2 separate regions of the Oryza sativa genome follow, and region 1 is linked to region 2. The links are chromatin contacts, called in public HiCAR-type maps. All regions are on one chromosome and are shown on one strand. The core of a region is the stretch at or near the end of the contact, and the rest is flanking DNA. Distances in the headings are between cores, read along the strand shown. Region 1 holds the start of LOC4329956 (histone-lysine N-methyltransferase ASHR3-like). Region 2 holds the start of LOC4329938 (acetolactate synthase small subunit 1, chloroplastic).

Region 1 (3,992 bases), core at 867-3,366, 170 kb before region 2:
TCGGATCAACCGCCATCAGCTTCTCCTCAGCCTTCTTCGCCTTCCCTTCTATTGGCTTGGCCTCCTGTGGCACAAAATGCGCTTCAGCCTCGGCCGCGCGCTCCACAACCTCACCCCACGTTGGGTCCGACAAGTCCAACCCATGTATCTTGAACTTGATCTCCCCCTTCCTCTGCGGCAAGGCTGCGAGCCTGGGCGGCGGGAGCGCGACAGGGTTAGCGGCCGCCTCGGCCTGGGCGCGCATGTCGTCGAGGCCCCGGTAGAACTCGACCTCCTCGAGCTTCTCCCGTGCCCACTTGAAGCGGAGCTCGCGGAGCATCTCGCCGCGGATGCCGACGTCCGACGCGAACCGCGTCATCTCCTTCACCTCCTCGCAGTGGAGGTAGCCCCGGAGCTCGGCGCGGACCCGGTCCCGCTGCATCCCGTCGCGCACGGCGGCGCTGACCTCCCACACCGCCGCCCAGAGGTCGTCGCTGAGCTCGACGGCGCCGCCCTCCTCCGGCTCGACCCCGGTGAGGCGGCACAGGACGGCCTCCGCCACGAGGCGGAGCATCTCGTCGAGCACGTGGCGGGCATGGGTGGGGAACGCCGCGGCGAGGGTCGGCCGCAGCGCGGCGACGAAGCGCGCGAGGAACTCGTCGAGCAAGGGGTCGGGGGCCGGCTGCTGTTCTTGCTCCGCGTCCGCGTCCGCGCCCGCGCCCGGGGTCAGCTCGGACTGGAGGATCCGGGAGGCGACGGGGGGCGGCGCGTGATGAGGAGGCGGTGGGGGTTCCGCGTGGAGGCAGCGGCGGAGGGGCGGGAGTGGGGCGCGGGCGACGGCGAGGGAGGGGAGGAGGCGGCGGGTGAGCTTGGAGAGGGAGATGAGGGCTCTCATGGTGGCGGCGGCCGCGCCCGGTGGTGACGGCGGCGGCGGTGGGCAGTGAGGCGTAAAACCCTACCAACGCAGTAGGGGGGAGAAGAGGAAGGCGGGGAGGGGATCGGTCGATCTGGACCGTCGATGTCTCCGATCCAACGGCTATTCGTTGTTGCGGCGCGCTCGTCGGTCTGTCAGCGATCAGCAGCCTTGAGAGCAGGTACAGTAGGAGGCTATAAGCCAGCTGTAAACATATTTTAAAAATATAAATGAGAAGAAAGAGGAGTAGCGGGCTATATATTTGTAGCCAGCTGTAGCACGGATTCAAAGACAGTGTGTGTATGACAAGTGGGACCAGGTATTAATAGTGTAGTATATAACTATTGTATGAATAAGCTATTGGATTGGCTATAGTTGAATTGGAGCTAGTAGTTGGCTATCCTATTAAACTTGCTCAAATGATGATCTTTTGAGTGATCAAAAGGACACTTGGTGGCTACATGTAAATGTTGCTGTTTATTGAAGGACGAATATAAATTTGTCAAAAAAATTCATCTTATTTCGTCCGAAAAGAAAATTATCCTTTGATATGTTGCAAATCAAGTGAGAGCAGCGCTAAAAAAAAGAATGGCAGTAAAAGTACTAAAGGTGTGATGATAAAATTATTAGTACATGACTCAACCTAACATACTTCAAATCTTCACGTGTAAAAAAAACACAAATGGGTACACTTTGAATTTGAATTTAGTAAGGTTAGAAATTTATAATAAAGTGAGTATAGTTTAAATGGTTAGATTCCTTGTGATCAAGCTAGCTTACCCAAATTCGAGCCATATACTAAACATGAATGCTTGTATTTACGGTTAAATATTTTCATTAATAGGTGATATACCTGTCAACATCGAGGCATTTGTGGTGACTTCGTCAATATCAAAATATGCCGTTTAATCTTTCGGATGTGCTTCTAGGTGTAGGATGCTAGTAAGTCTTTATCAATCTCAAGATATACTAGTCAGTCTTTCGGATGTGCTCCGAGCACCCGCGTTTGTAGGTGAAGTAAAAAAACAAATTCATATCAAGTGAAGGGTCTATTCGCAAGTTTGAGAGAAACGAATTCCGAATTTTCAAGCGGACCACTCTGCAAAAGCAGCACGGGGAAAATTTTCACTCACGAAAAAATTTTCACCCCCAAAAAAACGTTGCGAGGCGCGGCCGCGCGGGGGCTCCCCCCTTCTTCCCCAATTCAGACCTCCATTCCCCCCATTCCCTTCTCCCCCTTCTGCACGACTCCACCCACCTCCAATGCCCTCCAAACCCTAGCCCATAACCCCTCCCGCCTCGCTGCCATGCCAGATCTGAGCACCGTCTGCCTCCCCCTCTCGCCGCAACCCCCCTCCACCGCCGCCGCCGCCGGCGGGGAGCTAGCAGGCGAGCAGCCCGCCGCCGCCGCCGTCACCACCGCCGCGGCGGCGGTGTCTGCGTCGGCAGAGGCGGAGGCGGCGGGGGAAGCAGAATCCGCCTCCGGTGGCGACGGCGCGCCCGTTCTCCCGGTGGAATGCCGATGGAGCGGCCGAGTTCGCAGCTTCGCGGGCGCTGGCGAGGGCGCGGGCGCGGCCGCTGTCCCCGCGTGCCCCGCCCCGCGCCGCGGGGGCGGGAAAAAGCCGTCCTCCGCGCCGTCGCCTTCGTCCACGGTGGCGACCGCGCCGGCTCATCCATCGGGTCGGCCGTTCGAGGAGTACGTTAAGGAGTGGAAGGCGAAGAAGGCGGCGCTCGGCGTGCCGGCCGGACGCTGCGAGCTGCCTTTCCTAACCGGCACGCCTAAGGCGGTGCGCGTTTTTCTTTTGCTCGTAATGATATGCTTTGATGTAGTAACAGATGCTTGAGCTTACTTAGAACTTTTGTTTGAACAAACTGAACTGTCTCTTCGTGGGCATGACGAGTGAAATTATGACTTTAGAAGTGATCTAGTGGTTTACAGGGGCAAAATTGAGTAGATAATAATATATACCATGTGGGTGAGAAAAAATTGTAACCCTGATGCTTAGACTGGTAATACATTTTTAGATAAGTAATGCAGCAGTTTGAAAACGTATTAGAACATTTGAAGTTTTGAATGTGTTGGTTGTGTCCTTGTGTTTTGCAGATTTTATTTCCTCTAGTTCTAAATTCTTAGAAACATTAGACCACACGAGCTCGGATTTTTGTATATTTGAATTTTGAACAACCATGTATTTTAAGCATTTCCTATTATCACATTAGAATGATATGGGTAGATTGGTCATAAGACATTCTTCTGTATTATTATTTATTATACCCTACAAAGTCCATAAGGACAATATTTTTTGACTGAAGGGAGTAGCACTGCAGTAGCATGCAGTATGGAGGTGAACACATAAATTTGACACTTTTGGGTCCTCCCACACTGGTGTGCGTGCAATGTCCATTAAATGTCTTGTCATCTTGATAACTTCAAATTCCATACGATTCGTGTTCTGTCAGGTGGTAATCAGAAATAATGTGGATAAAAAGTAGTAGTGCTAACACTAGATGTTTGATGGCTGACACAGAAATGCTAGAATGCATGAAGTATTTATCCGTGGGGCTATGCTTGATGTTGCTAATATACTTATGATGTGCTGAGACATGTGTTTCCGCTACGCAAATTTGTGTAATGTTCAAGCAGAAGCATTTTAAAGTTTAAAAAACCAAAAATTTAATACCGCTGTAATGTTTGGTCACTTTGGTGCAAGAATCAGTCCTTTTTTGGGAGGAGTTTCCTCATGCATTTTGTTTCCCTCATTCGGACTGCTAACTGCACTCAATGCCAACAGTAGGACTGAGATATGTGTCCGATTCTGAATGTTTACGAAATGCCTGGTTGGAGTTCTGGAAACATTGTATGAGCTGACACCTAGGTTTCTATTATTGCTTGATGCTTACATCCTTACTTAATAATTATCAAACTTTTATGTGCGTCTGCCTTGTTAAAACAGCAGCTCATTAATAAACAAATGTCAAATTGATTAATGAAGGGACTGTTTCCTATGAAATTCTGTGTAAATCCTGCAGTAAAAGCAGGCTTACATCAACATCAGCACTAGTTTTTGTTATTGTTTTTTTGTTTGCTTAGCAGCTCATG
Region 2 (4,420 bases), core at 416-2,915:
ACATGCCTGTTGCTTAATTCACTACACAAAGTTTTTACACTATGCAAATAGCAAGTCAACAGCACATGTTACCTCAGGACGCTGATCTGGTTCAACATTAATTTTTATAAGCATCAGCTCTCTTTCAACCTGTGGCTCCTTAGATAGATCTTCCACCTGCAATTTTTAGCCGGCACAAGAATTAAGGAGAGTATAAAATCAAGAGAAAGAGAGGTTAAAATGACCATGCTATCCAGCGTTCCAGACTTAACTACCTTGTACATAGGTGAGGAATGGTTAGTGCGATGTTTCGTGTGAACACGGGAGAGAGAGACTATGTGATAGATAAGGGAAAGCAATGAACATTTTCAATAATTGAAATGCAATGCAACTATTTTAAACAAGGTCACATGGCAGTATCCACATATTTATACTTATCAGATGCTACAGTAGCATTTACTGTGCTATAACTCAAGTACTCAACGAAAAGCCCAAGATACTCAGGAATACTTAGGTTATAATAGAAAACCTGGTTATTTGGTTACAAATGAAAACATTGAATTTTAATTTTTCTGCTCCCGGACTTTATTGCATAAATTGTGCAGACAAGAGAAATAGAGCACATTACATTGACCAGAATATGTCTGTACGTGATAAAATGCAAGTTTGACATTCAATATAGTTAGCGAGATACTCACGGAAAAGAGTTATTTATTCTTACTCTTAGAAGATTTTCAATAAAGAGGGCTAATGTTTTGACCAGATTAGGATAAAAGGTTTCTGCCCTTGGTATTTCTAGCTACAAAAGATGCTCAAGAGCAAGGCACGTTATAAAATATAAACAGAGTTGATACTGTAGAAATTCCGCTCTTTATAGAACAATATTCAACATTGGTATCTTCACTCTGCTGACACCAATCGCTGTCAAAGAATCTTACTGAGGGCCGGAAGCTTATCAGATCTATAAATGGCAAACTAAATTGGTTTAAGCATCAAATTCACATGACCCCAACAAATTTTGGAGCAAGGGGGCTCACATTCAAGACGTTGACAAGCTTGTTGAGCTGCTCGATGACTTGGTTGAGCACCCTGTCCGTGCCGGAGACGACAATGGTGAACATGGCCTTGTCCTTGTTGAGCCCCACGGCGAGCGACTCGATGTTGTACCCTCTCCTGGCGAACACCCCGGCGATCCGGTTTATCATCCCGCTCTCGTCGCCGACGAACACAGAGATCGTGTGGCGCCGCACCCTGCATTCCCTTCCCCCCCCCCCCCCAAACAAAAGAAAAATACAATCCACCCCGATTGATTGAATCAGTTGAGCAAGCAACCGCAACAAACACACCACACGGAACGAATTCAGGCGGAGAACGGCATTGGATAACTCACGTGTCCCTCGCGGCGCTCGCGGGCGCCCCCACCGCCGCCGCGCTCACCGCCGTCACCGCCTCGCCGCCGCCGCCGCCGGAGGAGGCCGCGGCGACGGCCCGGCGGACGCGCGGGCACCATGGCCGGTGCGCCGCCGCGGCGCGCGCGGGGACGCCGCCAGCACGGCATGCCGGCGCCAGCGGCGAGGGGCGGAGATGGTGCGGGGAGGCGACGGACATCGTTTGGCTTGGCTCGAGCTCGAAGGTGACGGGGGGCTGGTCTGTATTGTGTGACAGTGGGCACGGGGCACTCGGTTTAGTTTTTGGGTTAAGCCATGGTAGCACTAGTAGGGTTTATGCGGAGTGGAGGGGCGAAGGCGGCTGGTGGAAAATTACTGGGCTGGCCCCCGCGCGGCCGCGCGCCGCTTGGCTTTGGGGGGAGACGGCGTGTGCGGCGTGTGCGAGTGCGAGTGCGAGCGTGACACCACCCGCCGCGCGCGGCCGCGGCGCGATCCGCTCGCGATGGGTCACGGGTGGCCCTGCGTTCGCGTTGGGGCACTACTTGGCCGGGCAGCGGCAGCGGCTGGGCGGCGTGGGGGACCGACCGATATTCGGTATCTTGGTCTGACGTCGACGGCCCCGGCGGCTGCGGCTCCCACAGCTGCCTGCTTTTGCTTTGGAGGCTTTCGGCAATTCGGCTCCGTGTCTACGCTCTCTATGGGTCAACATGGTTATCTTCGAAAAATAAAAAGACCCAACCCATCCAACTCATGATGATGCGTCGAAATGGCTGAATTTGCGAGGTTTTCTTTTCTTAAGGGTTTGGAGGGTGTACCGTGTACGTGTCACCGAGCCGCTCGGGTTTGTAGGTGAAAGTGTAGTATCACGCATGTGCGAAGGGTCGATATATACATGTGATGATGCCAGGTGCCAGCGGTACGGCCAAAAGATGATGCCACGTGTTTCGGAGTTGCTTTTTGTAGTTTTGTTTTTCTTGGGCGCGCACGTCAATCGATTCGTTACGTGGTGCAATGAGGCGGCGTTTGCTTTACTCCATCCAAGTGGTTGGGACGATTTTGTTTTTGTTTACGTGCGTGGGAGCTGTCACGTTTCTCGTGTGTTTAGCGACTATTTTGTGAGGAAAAAAATTAAGCATGAGATCGTGGAGCATGTGAGTACTGTTGTCATCGATTCCTCTCGTAAATCGTAGCACGCCATTTTTTAGATGAAACCGAGAGATGGCCCGAGACCATATGCCAAGAGCTCCCTCCACGCGACTCTAAAAAAACAGAAAATAGAGATATCACCGGATCTTTTTTTAAGTTGCAAATTAGGACGTATACGTACACACACCACGCTCACATCACACACAACACACGCACCCACACGCGTGTTTCTAACACACGTTAGAATTTAGATTGGAGACCTATATCTTAATGCACGGGAAACATGTAGTAGTATTAAACACGCACACATGTATACCCTTATATCTGATCGGAACCAATCGAGTCGTTCCGGAGGAAAGAGGGGAAAAGACCCCGGGTGAGCACGAGCGATTGCAACGGACATTCAGCCCATTGTATTTGGAACGAAACGTTATCGCGACATACTTGAGGCCCATTGTAGCCCCTTGCATTTGGGTCGAAACAATATCGCGACGTACGAGGCCCATTATATCTGCCTAACTGGGCCGGAAAGGTATTGATTGCCTGCAACGGTAACGTGGCGCACGTGTAGTCCATCATATTTGCCCGTTCGGGCCAGAGCGGTATAGTGGCGAACGTTGGGTGGGCGGGCCATTTGTCGTGCAAGGCCGCGCATGCATGTGTACGCGCATCATCATCCACCGCTCGCGAAGTCGCCATCTCGATCGTACGAAGCGCACTTGATCAATGCACTGGCCACCGGTGCACTTGTCAAAATGAGGGAAACACCAGGGCGGTTCTCCCATTCATGCTGCATGCTGATCTTCCACCACGCGAGGGCAAAACGAAACGATATAATACTAGTACTAGTACATTTACTATCGTGTCGCGTCGACAGCGACAGCGACAGCGAGAAGAGAGGATCGTGCGATCTGATCGAGTAGCTAGCGCTTTCCAGTCGCGCGCGAAACCCGCCCGTCGCGCCGGGCAAGCAAGCGCACTGCGACTCACCATCGCCATCGACGACAGCGACGCTCTCGCTCGCACGCTGCCAACATAGGGCCTGTTTGGTATGGAGAGCTCCACCCAACTCTACTCCTAGTTTTGTTGGAGCTAAAACTGTTTGGCTGAGCTCCAGCTCCAAAAGAGATAGAGTTCGAGCTAGAGCTGTGCCAAACAGGCCCATAGCCCCGCGTCCCTTGCTCCGGAGGTGGAAGTCGTGCTTATTACACTCCCCCTATCTTATAATATAGCAACCTTAAACCAAATATGACATATTTTTTCTATTTCATATTATAAGTTGTCCGATTCTTTTATTAATCAAAATTCTTTAGATTTGATCAAATTTATAGTAAAAAAAGCAATGTCTACAGCATCAAATTAGTTTCATTAAATTAAAAGTTAAATATATTTTGATAATATATTTGTTTTTATTGAAAAAGTTTGTATTAAAAAGTAAAATGGCTTATAATATAAAACGGATGAAATAAAATAGTGCAACAAATATAAACAGACGGGAGTACCACCAGTTGTTATTGGATTACACCCTCAAAACTATATTCATTATACTATGTTACATCCGATTTAAGATTGTTATATTATGAGACGGAGAGAGTATCTTTGTTTTTTAATATATGCGCTGTTGATTTTTTAATAGACGTTTGGTTATTCATCTTATTTATTTTTTTGCAAATGTAAAGAATTTTTTTCATGTTTAAAGAACAATTGACGACAAAACAAGTTACAATAAAGTAAATAATAATTACATAATTCTTTTATGAAACGAACGAACAAACATAACTTAAAAGATTAACGACACTATATATTAAAAAATGTGAGAGTATTTCCTAACCACATGTGCTGGAGTGGCATGTCATTGGCGGCTAATAATTTCTCTCCATTATCCTGAGCTAGAGGAAAGCAAGAAG

Evidence for each region. HiCAR-type assays count read pairs that join an accessible place to other places.
Region 1: a contact with region 2 is called in a HiCAR-type map of leaf, with 2.2 times the contacts expected there. The contact joins the promoter of LOC4329956 here to the promoter of LOC4329938 in region 2. A contact is called at or near these places in 3 of 15 Hi-C or Micro-C datasets (leaf, panicle and seedling) and 1 of 4 datasets of contacts at active chromatin or transcription factors (leaf).

The regions. Positions count from the first base shown.
Region 1 is chr2:24,538,983-24,542,974 of ASM3414082v1, reverse strand. LOC4329956 (histone-lysine N-methyltransferase ASHR3-like) reads left to right here and starts at 2,116. Exons shown (of 11, transcript XM_066307499.1): 1 at 2,116-2,679. The coding sequence starts at 2,200. LOC4329957 (pentatricopeptide repeat-containing protein At5g61990, mitochondrial) reads right to left here and starts at 928. Exons shown (of 2, transcript XM_015769214.3): 1 at 1-928. The coding sequence starts at 874.
Region 2 is chr2:24,365,688-24,370,107 of ASM3414082v1, reverse strand. LOC4329938 (acetolactate synthase small subunit 1, chloroplastic) reads right to left here and starts at 1,665. Exons shown (of 12, transcript XM_015772233.3): 1 at 1,370-1,665; 2 at 1,017-1,230; 3 at 73-156. The coding sequence starts at 1,587.